2 separate regions of the Mus musculus genome follow, and region 1 is linked to region 2. A link is a contact called in public HiChIP or PLAC-seq data. All regions are on one chromosome and are shown on one strand. Each heading gives the region's core, a stretch centred on a gene start, on an enhancer-like site or on the middle of the called end of the contact. The rest is flanking DNA. Distances are from core to core; before and after follow the strand shown.

Evidence for each region. HiChIP or PLAC-seq counts read pairs in DNA pulled down with a chosen protein or histone mark.
Region 1: an H3K27ac HiChIP or PLAC-seq map of extraembryonic endoderm stem cells shows a contact between it and region 2. The contact joins the promoter of Ddah1 here to the enhancer-like site in region 2. A contact is called at or near these places in 3 of 39 promoter capture datasets (cranial neural crest, frontonasal cranial neural crest and hippocampal neurons), 3 of 484 Hi-C or Micro-C datasets (embryonic fibroblasts, extraembryonic endoderm stem cells and nephron progenitors), 7 of 115 datasets of contacts at active chromatin or transcription factors (astrocytes, craniofacial prominence, embryonic fibroblasts and 4 more) and 2 of 9 other capture datasets (adipose tissue and pancreatic islet).

Annotation. Positions count from the first base shown.
Region 1 is chr3:145,757,266-145,761,385 of GRCm38.p6, forward strand. It overlaps Ddah1 (dimethylarginine dimethylaminohydrolase 1), which reads left to right and starts at 1,427. Exons shown (of 6, transcript NM_026993.3): 1 at 1,427-1,899. The coding sequence starts at 1,597.
Region 2 is chr3:145,683,987-145,688,067 of GRCm38.p6, forward strand. No RefSeq gene overlaps it. Among named protein-coding and RNA genes, the nearest start is that of Gm17501, 36 kb to the left of the region's middle. Within about 2 kb of position 1,330, at least 113 of the 459 cell types and tissues checked have an H3K27ac peak or open chromatin away from gene starts, as enhancers often do. A contact at or near this core is called in astrocytes, embryonic fibroblasts, extraembryonic endoderm stem cells and 1 more, where this site is marked.

The DNA.
Region 1 (4,120 bases), core at 177-2,676, 73 kb after region 2:
ACAGGCTTTGTATCACCATCAAAGAAAGGACGGATTCTTGAGCGGCAAAGAGGGAAGGTCGAGAAGTGACAGGAATTCCGAAAGGTGTGTTCCCACAGGAAGGGCGAGGCTGTAAGGAAGCTGGAATCTCCTTCCGAAGGTCAAGGAACTGAATTGTGACCGCGGGGGTGGGGGGTGGGGGGGGCAGAGTTCTATTGTGGGAACAAAATGCTAGCTCCTTGCTTCTAGCAGGCTCTGGAAATAAACACATTGGAATCACATTTTCTTCAGAACTGATTGCACTGAGAAAAGTATTCTAGGGTCAATCTTTGTTACCTGAGCTTTAGGGCAAAAGCTCTGGGCGTCCCCGGGGACTAAGCTCTAGCACCAGTCCTCAAAAGAAGCGTGTTGGTGAAGAGCAGATAAAGACTTCATCCACGTGGCTTCATTACGGGGTTCGGAGACTCCCAAGTCCATCTTTGGAGTCCTGATGAGAATGTTAGCGAGAGGAAGTGGGGGGTGGGGGGGCGAGGGTTTTGCCAATCCCACTGCCCTGGTGAGATACAGCTGGGTTCTTGCAGTCTTCGTTGTTTAAGGTAGTTGTGGGGACTGGATGAGGTGGTTGATCCTTCTCGGAATGGATGCTGTAAGCTCATCAGGGGTGAAATGTCGCCCAAGGTCTGTTGTGACCACAGGTTTATTAAAACAGTGACTTTGAAGTGTATCTTGGGAAGCCTGGAATAGGACATTGTTAAAGCCCACAGTACCATCCCTCACCCTATCTCTGTGCCTTCAGCCTCGAATGGGGATGAGATAGGGTAGGTATGTGTGCTGGTTTCTAGATAAACACTCCTTTATTGAATGACAAGCCTAGTGCAGTTAAAGAAAAACGGAGAAAACAAGAAGAGGCATTCTTCCCACTTTAAATTGCCTTGTGGGCTTGAAGTATCACTGTTCCTAGATACTTATTGTAACTGTGTGTCTGTCTTTTGGGTTACTTTCTCCTGGGTGGGAAGAAATGCATTCTTTATACTATACTGAGTTTCACGTGGGGCAGTTGGTCAATTTGGAGAAAGTCGAGGTAATTTGGGTGAAGACAGGCTGCCACGCTGAGAACCGAGGTTCCACGTGCTGGATAAAAAGAGAAGAAGAGAAAGGGAAAGTTTATCCATAAACAATCGCCCTTCACCTGGTCCCCTGACCGTGAAGTCTTCTCCAGCAGGTCCAGTTCAGCACTGCCTAATTTCCAGGTCCTCATGGGGACCATGTGAGGCGTGCACCTGCGGTGGGATACACACACCACGGAGGGAGTCATTGCTGATTAAGTCCCTGGCCTCCGCATCCCGATTGACCCAGGCCGGTCTGCGGCAGATGCGGAGAGCATAGGAATAGGCCCGCGGGCGCTGGGCCGGCGCCCGGAGCTCTGGGCATGCTCAGTGGCGCGGGCAGGGCTCCGGGCGCGAGCCGGGCTCCCGCAGCAGCACATTCATCGGCTGCCAAGAGGAGCCGCCGGGCGCTCGCAGGCTCGCAGGCTCGCAGGCTGGGCGCGCGCTGCTCTCGGGAGGACCGAGCCACCGACTCAAACCCAGCCACCGTCGCCTCCTCTCCGCGCGAACCATGGCCGGCCTCGGCCACCCCTCCGCCTTCGGCCGGGCCACCCACGCCGTGGTGCGGGCTCCGCCCGAGTCCCTGTGCCGCCACGCGCTGAGGCGCTCGCAGGGCGAGGAGGTGGATTTCGCTCGCGCCGAGCGCCAGCACGAGCTCTACGTGGGCGTGCTGGGCAGCAAGCTGGGGCTGCAGGTGGTGCAGCTGCCCGCCGACGAGAGCCTGCCCGACTGCGTGTTCGTGGAGGACGTGGCCGTCGTGTGCGAGGAGACGGCCCTCATCACCCGCCCCGGGGCGCCCAGCCGCAGGAAGGAGGTAACGGGCCAGCCCCCGGGCAGACGACGCGAGGGGCGCGGCCGAGGGGGGACGCTCGTGGAACTGACCCCGCGGGCTCAGTTCCCAACTTCCCACCGCCGGACTCCGGGCGGCGTGGCTGGGTGTGGGAAATCCGAGCCAGATAACTTCATTGTTCACACCTCCTCGCAGTCGGGGAGCCTTTGAGTCGATCTCAGTTGGAGTGTAGTGACGAGGACTTGGGCAGGTGGCTGGGCTGGAGACCCAGAGCGCCAGAGGTTCTATCTTGCAAATTACACAGCGCTGAGGACAATGCTACTCTTGTTTCCTTGCCAGTGAGGACAGAGAAGGGTCCTCCCGGAGGGCAGGTGGAGGCTTGGGGGGGGGGGGTCCCCAAGTCCTGCAGGGATTCCTTTGGGGGAGCTCCTGGCAGGGCGGACCAGGTGACACCAGGCAGAGACTATGCCCAGAGACCCAAGGAATTCAAGTTACTTTTCAGTGGTGGCGAGTGAGTCTTGAAGAACTGGCAAGCGAATGTGTTCAGCGTTTTGTTAGTGAGCTGTGTTTAAATGTGTTTGTGAATGGGCCGGGTTTGAAAAGCTGTGCTTGCTGCGGGGTGCTCCGTTTCATTAGCAATGGGAGGTTTTTTGGTTTTTGTTTTTGTTTTTTTAATAAGTTCTGTCATTTTAATCTCTCTCTCCCCTCTCTCTCTGCAATTAAGACTGCTTTTTGTTTTCTTCAAGGGGCCAACACATTATCGTATCTTGTAGAAATGGCTGTAACTGCTTTAAAAATAATGTAGGTTAGTGGGAGAGAGGCACAGACACACGAGTTTAGATTTTAAAATGCCATCTGGCCTGGGATTTTTCTGACTGCCAGAGAAGAGCCCAGCCTTAAGATTCTCCCACACTCTTGGCATCCAGCAGTGTGACACGATGCAGGTGGTTTTTTTCCTATCTGAGGGGTTTTCTTCCTTGTTTTTGTTTGTTTTGTTTGTTTTTTTTCACTTTTCTGTCGCATTGCAAGTAGTTCTTTGGGCTTATGATTTAAATATGCCTATTCCACCCTTGATCTGCTTGCCTGGTGAAATCCTAGAGATTGAGTATAATCAAAGTCTACCTATTTGCCATTTAGGTAGCTCTTCTCTCTACACTTCAAAAGTAGCAGGTATCATTCTCTTAGCCTGTCCACTTTCCCTTTCCAATTTGACCTATACAAATGGCTTCCACTCTATTTTAACCTAATATGAATGTAGCAATGGTGGATAGGTTGGGATGCTAAATAGATAAAATAGACGTCAAAACTCTCAAAATGGTACTCGTCTAACAAGACTTCCTTTCTTCTCTTGACCCTAATCGCCCTTATTTAGTCCATCTTACTTCAGGAAGGTTCATCTCTATGGAACACAAATAACATATTATTTGTGCAATTAACTTTCCAAGTTCGGATTTTCCAATATAAGAGCTAGCAGTGATCTTTCTCCTGGTGATATTTTGATATTTTAAATGTCAGAATTTGACTCCACTCTGTAGTCAGCTCAGTGGACCCGTACTTGCCAAAGGTCACGCAGAACTCTTGTTGTGTTTTCCTTCTCTGTGTAGGGCATTGAACTCAGGACCTTGCCAACAGTAGGTAAGCATTCTACCTCTGAGCTGTAGCTTCTGTTTCCCAGGGGGAGGGAAGGCAAGCCACCTCCATGCTTTGGGCTACATCTTGATCTGCTCAGTGGCACTGTCATGATCTCTCTATAAAGCACTTTTACTCCTGCACATATGGGTCTGTGTTGATAGGGTAAGGTAAGGCACCTCCTAGCTGGAGAGGAGATGACAGTCATGGTTGGGTAGGGTGCTCCTGGCAAACAGGGGTATGCAGGGTGATGCTCGCTAATATCTCTCACAGCGCGGTGTGCCACCTTCACAGGAATTGATGCCTGATGAATGGATAAATGGATACATGGATGTTTGAGATGAACGAAAAGTATTGAACTTCAAGTGTTGATACTTAATGAATCAAGTGTTGATGCTTACTGAATTGAATCAAGTGTTGATAATGAATGAAATACTGAACAGACAAGCTGATAGTAATCTCAGTTATTGATGCTCATTGGGTGGATGAATGGATAGATGGATGAAGAACTTATGAGCTTCAGTATAGATGCTTATTGAACAAATGAGTGAATCCATCAGTAAGTCAACAAAATGGTAAACAGACAAGCAAGTGGTAACTCCAGGGTCCTTTTTGG
Region 2 (4,081 bases), core at 80-2,579:
CCATCCATAATGAGATCTGATGCCTTCTCTGGAGTGTCTGAAGACAGCTACAGTGTACTTACATATAATAAATAAATAATTCTTTAAAAAGAAAACCAAAAACAAAACCTAAGCCCTTGAACTTGAGACGATACTCTTGTCTCCTTAGAAACAGGCAAGTGGGAGACACACAAGAGGACACATTGCATCTGCTCCCCTCCTTTAAAAAATATCCTTTGCATTGAATGTACTTGAGTGAAATTTATTTAGCAACATAATATCATTCATTATTTAGACTAGGGGGGACCTAGGGTAAGGGAAGGAAATTAAGAAAGGGACCATTCTGGATATAGTTACATCTTGTGTGTGCCTCCTTCTCAAATGCAGGGCTGTTCCCTGAGCCGCTGCCCAGTGAAAGGGGCATTCACTGCTAGCAAAAGCAGGCCTTCCTGCTGCCAAGCCCGGCTGCCAGTCAGCAAGGAGAGACGGGAAAATTAATAGTGAGCTGCCATTTTCAACACTTCTTAGCAACTTAGCAAAGAGTAGAAACTGATCCTTCTCTGGAAAGAAAAAGCATAAAAGACTTCAAGAAACTCCGAGTCAGTCTGATGCCTGTGCTGTATCATGGTTAAACCACGGGCGAGGTGTTTTCTTCTGCAAAGAGCGGGCCAGCGGCCTCTACATTATTAAAGGTGAAGAATTTCCAGCCCCTGTTTCTTGCTTCTCCTTGAGTGTTTCTTTCTCTGCTTTTGAAAGGTTCGGAGCTGCTGGGAGACTCATCTGGCTCAGCGTGGTGCCTGTGAGGAGAGGAAGGAGGGCAGAGTTTAGGCTGTTGGATGAAGCCAAGGAATGTCTGAGTGGTAGGACAAGGGAGTTGTTGACTTTGCTGAAAATCCTTCTCGAAAATACCTCCTATAATGCTGGGGTGTGTAGTCCCCCCTTAGTGCTGTTCCAACCCCCCTCCTTTTAAATAAACGTGTAGAATTCCAGTCCTGTGCAGAGGAAGTTAGAAACGAACCCCGCTGTCGCTATCTCCACAGGCATCTGTGTAGGTGTGACAGGGTGAATAGGCCCTTTGGGAATTTTAAGGGGAATCCTCTAGAGCCAAATTCCTCAATGAGGGTAAACTTCCATCAGCTGTGTAAACAGTGGGGCAATGTGTGAAGGCCAGAGGCAGTCTCCTGATAGTCGGCTACTGTGCTCAGGTAAGTAAGAGGAGCTGTGGTCCTTCCACCCCCAAGGCCCCCAGGATGAGTCGGGTTTTGTGGCTCCCAGTGAGTGGGTGGCTAGGAATTCCCTCTCCGCTTCATCTAGTACAGAGGGCAGTCTGACTAAGCGAGATAGCGCTCGCTCGCTGGCTGGAGAAAGCCAACACCCAACGTGGCTCCTGGTGTCTGAGTGCCTGAGGAGAACAGTAACTCCTAGCTGGCGCTCCAACTAGCCACTCACTGGCAGCCACCCCAGTGGCTCAAGAGATGCCTGTCCAGCAGGACAGCATGCTCTGAGAACTATTTATTTGACTGTTTTATTTAACACAGGACGTTAATTGCAATTCATGGATCCGGTTTCTTTATTCCCTACACCATCTGAAGGAGGGCAGAAAACCCAGGAACGAGGCTATGTTCCTGTCCAGCCCTGCCATGCCCATGATTACACATCTGTCCAGTCTTGGTACACAGCGATGCTAACCTCAACTCTTCTTCGTATGGAAATCTGGATACTGAGTCCAGTTCTCAAGCCCATAAATTGTTCAGAAACGTCTTTATTCCTCTGACATACAAGTTGTTTAGCTTAAACGAAGAAGGAGGAGACATAAAAACTAGGTAGGTATAGTGCTTTAGCTGTATCAGTGTGTAACACATTCTCAAGCCTAGGAACAGATCGGCAAGAGGTAAATAACAGATCTCCTTGTTGTAAACATATTTTAAATATCAAAAAATGAAAAAAATAAAAACAAAAAATAATGCAACTGCCACAAAAGTCACAATGTCTTTGGCTTTTAGACATTTTCTTTCTGTATTCATCAGTTGAATCTCCTCTTTCCGCGTAGGAAGCGTTGGCAGAAGCCCAGGCAACATCCAACTGGGGAAAAGTTTCTCTGCTCCAGGCTCCCTCAGTGTTTACCGAGGACGATAGGATTGTTTTGAGATAATGATGTCTAGCCTCCTTTATCAATAATGCCAATATTGATTTTCTCCTCTCGGAGCTCTACACCGACCAACACAATCAAAGAATTCCCTCACAGGCATTATCTAAAGCTAACCTCAACCTAGACAGTCTCTAACAGATAAACCAAGGCCTGTTTCCTAGAAGTCAAGTTGACAATTAACATCAGCACAGCCCTGCATCCGTGACAACTGTCATTTTCTTCAGAACGATCTGATATTCAAGCCGCTCTTCCATTCTCCCTTCTTCCTTCCTTCCTTCCTTCCTTCCTACCTTCCTTCCTTCCCTTGGTCCTTGCTGGATCATTAAACCCAGGGCCTTACTTATGCTAAGGACCTGCCTTGACACTGAGTTTCACCCTCAGCAACCCCACCTCTATATTCCATTTTTCTTTAAATATGCTAAACATGTACAAGGATGGTTGTGACCAAGAACTTAGTGAAGTGTGATTCAGGGGGAAGAGGAGAAGGCGGAGCTAAGAAGGTTCAGAGCTCTTCAGTTTGAACATTGTTGTATCTTCTGGTTCCTGGTAAACACACCATGTGAGGATTATTATGTGACACTTAGCCTTGGGACTTGTCTACACCTTAATACCATACTTATTACAAAGGAGATCTGAGAAGCTGTATGGTCGGTTCACTAAGATCATAAAAGGAAGACAGTTTAGCTCCCCACTTTCTGGCTGTGTGATCTAAGGAGAGTTTTTAACCTTGCAGAGTAGAGTCTCAGCATTCATTCCTATTCATAAAACTGAGACACGTGTTCACATCCCTCAGGACTGTTATTAACGGTAAATGTAAATGGAGAAACATTTCTGGGAAATTGCCCAGTTGTCAGCATAACATAGGTTAGTTTCAAAGACTTCCTTAATAGATTTGAAAACCCATGTTTCTCATTCATCTTTAACAACCACTGAACAAATAACAATACTGATTGTAGTGGGGTGTCGTGTGTCTGAAAATATACTGGAGGACCACCCAAGGGGGGGGTCTACACATCACTTCCTGTTTATGCATGGCGTATCCCACCAATATATTGGTTGAGCCTATGGATAGACTATTGTAGAATGCTGTCCTCCAGGTATGGCAATCCCCTTACCCTCCTGAACATCCCCAAGCAGCTGGGATGACCCCTCCCAGTATGCATAAGATTGGGCTCTGTTAATGATTTGTCTTGGGGGAAGAGGAAAGTTCCTAAAGTTCCTCCCCTCCCTAAGAATAAGCAATTCATGGTCCATGGGAGGGAGGAGGGGCATTTTCTTCAGTGGCATGATTGACAGCCAGTTGCCTCTGTCCCACAGAGTATGCCCTCAGCCTAGTCATAACAAATGTGCACATGCATGCACACACATGCGTGTGTGCACAAACACAAAAGCTATTCATTTATTTATTCATTATTAAATTTATTTATGTCTATCATCTGCACCCAGTCTGGGATGAATAGGAATTCTCAGTAAGAAAAGGTAACATGACGCAGGGCATTGTTCCCTTTAAAACCTGAGAGAAGCCCAGCAGTCTCTTAGCACCTACTTAGCTGGGCTTAGTGTTCAGGTGACATCTAGAGACTGAACTGTGTCGGTGTGCTGTGACACAAACTGCTTGTTTTCTTGTGACAGAAATCTCTAGGGGATGGTCAGCAGTTGAGGAAATTGAAGATATTTAAAATTCTGATTTGCTCAGAATCTAAGCATCAGGAGTATGAGGGGGGTTGTTGGTTCGTTTGGTTGTTTGGTTGGCTTTGGTTTTCAGAGACAGCGTCTTATTTTACTCAGGAAGGCCTGGAATGAGCAGCAAGCATCCTGCCTTAGCCTCAGTGTCGGGAGTACAGATGTCAGAGCTCACAGTCTGCAAGGAACACATTTTAAGATCATAGAAGAGGCAGTTCATGCTGCATCCTCTGGGGACCTTTGCCAAAGCCATGGCCTAACAGTAAAGTC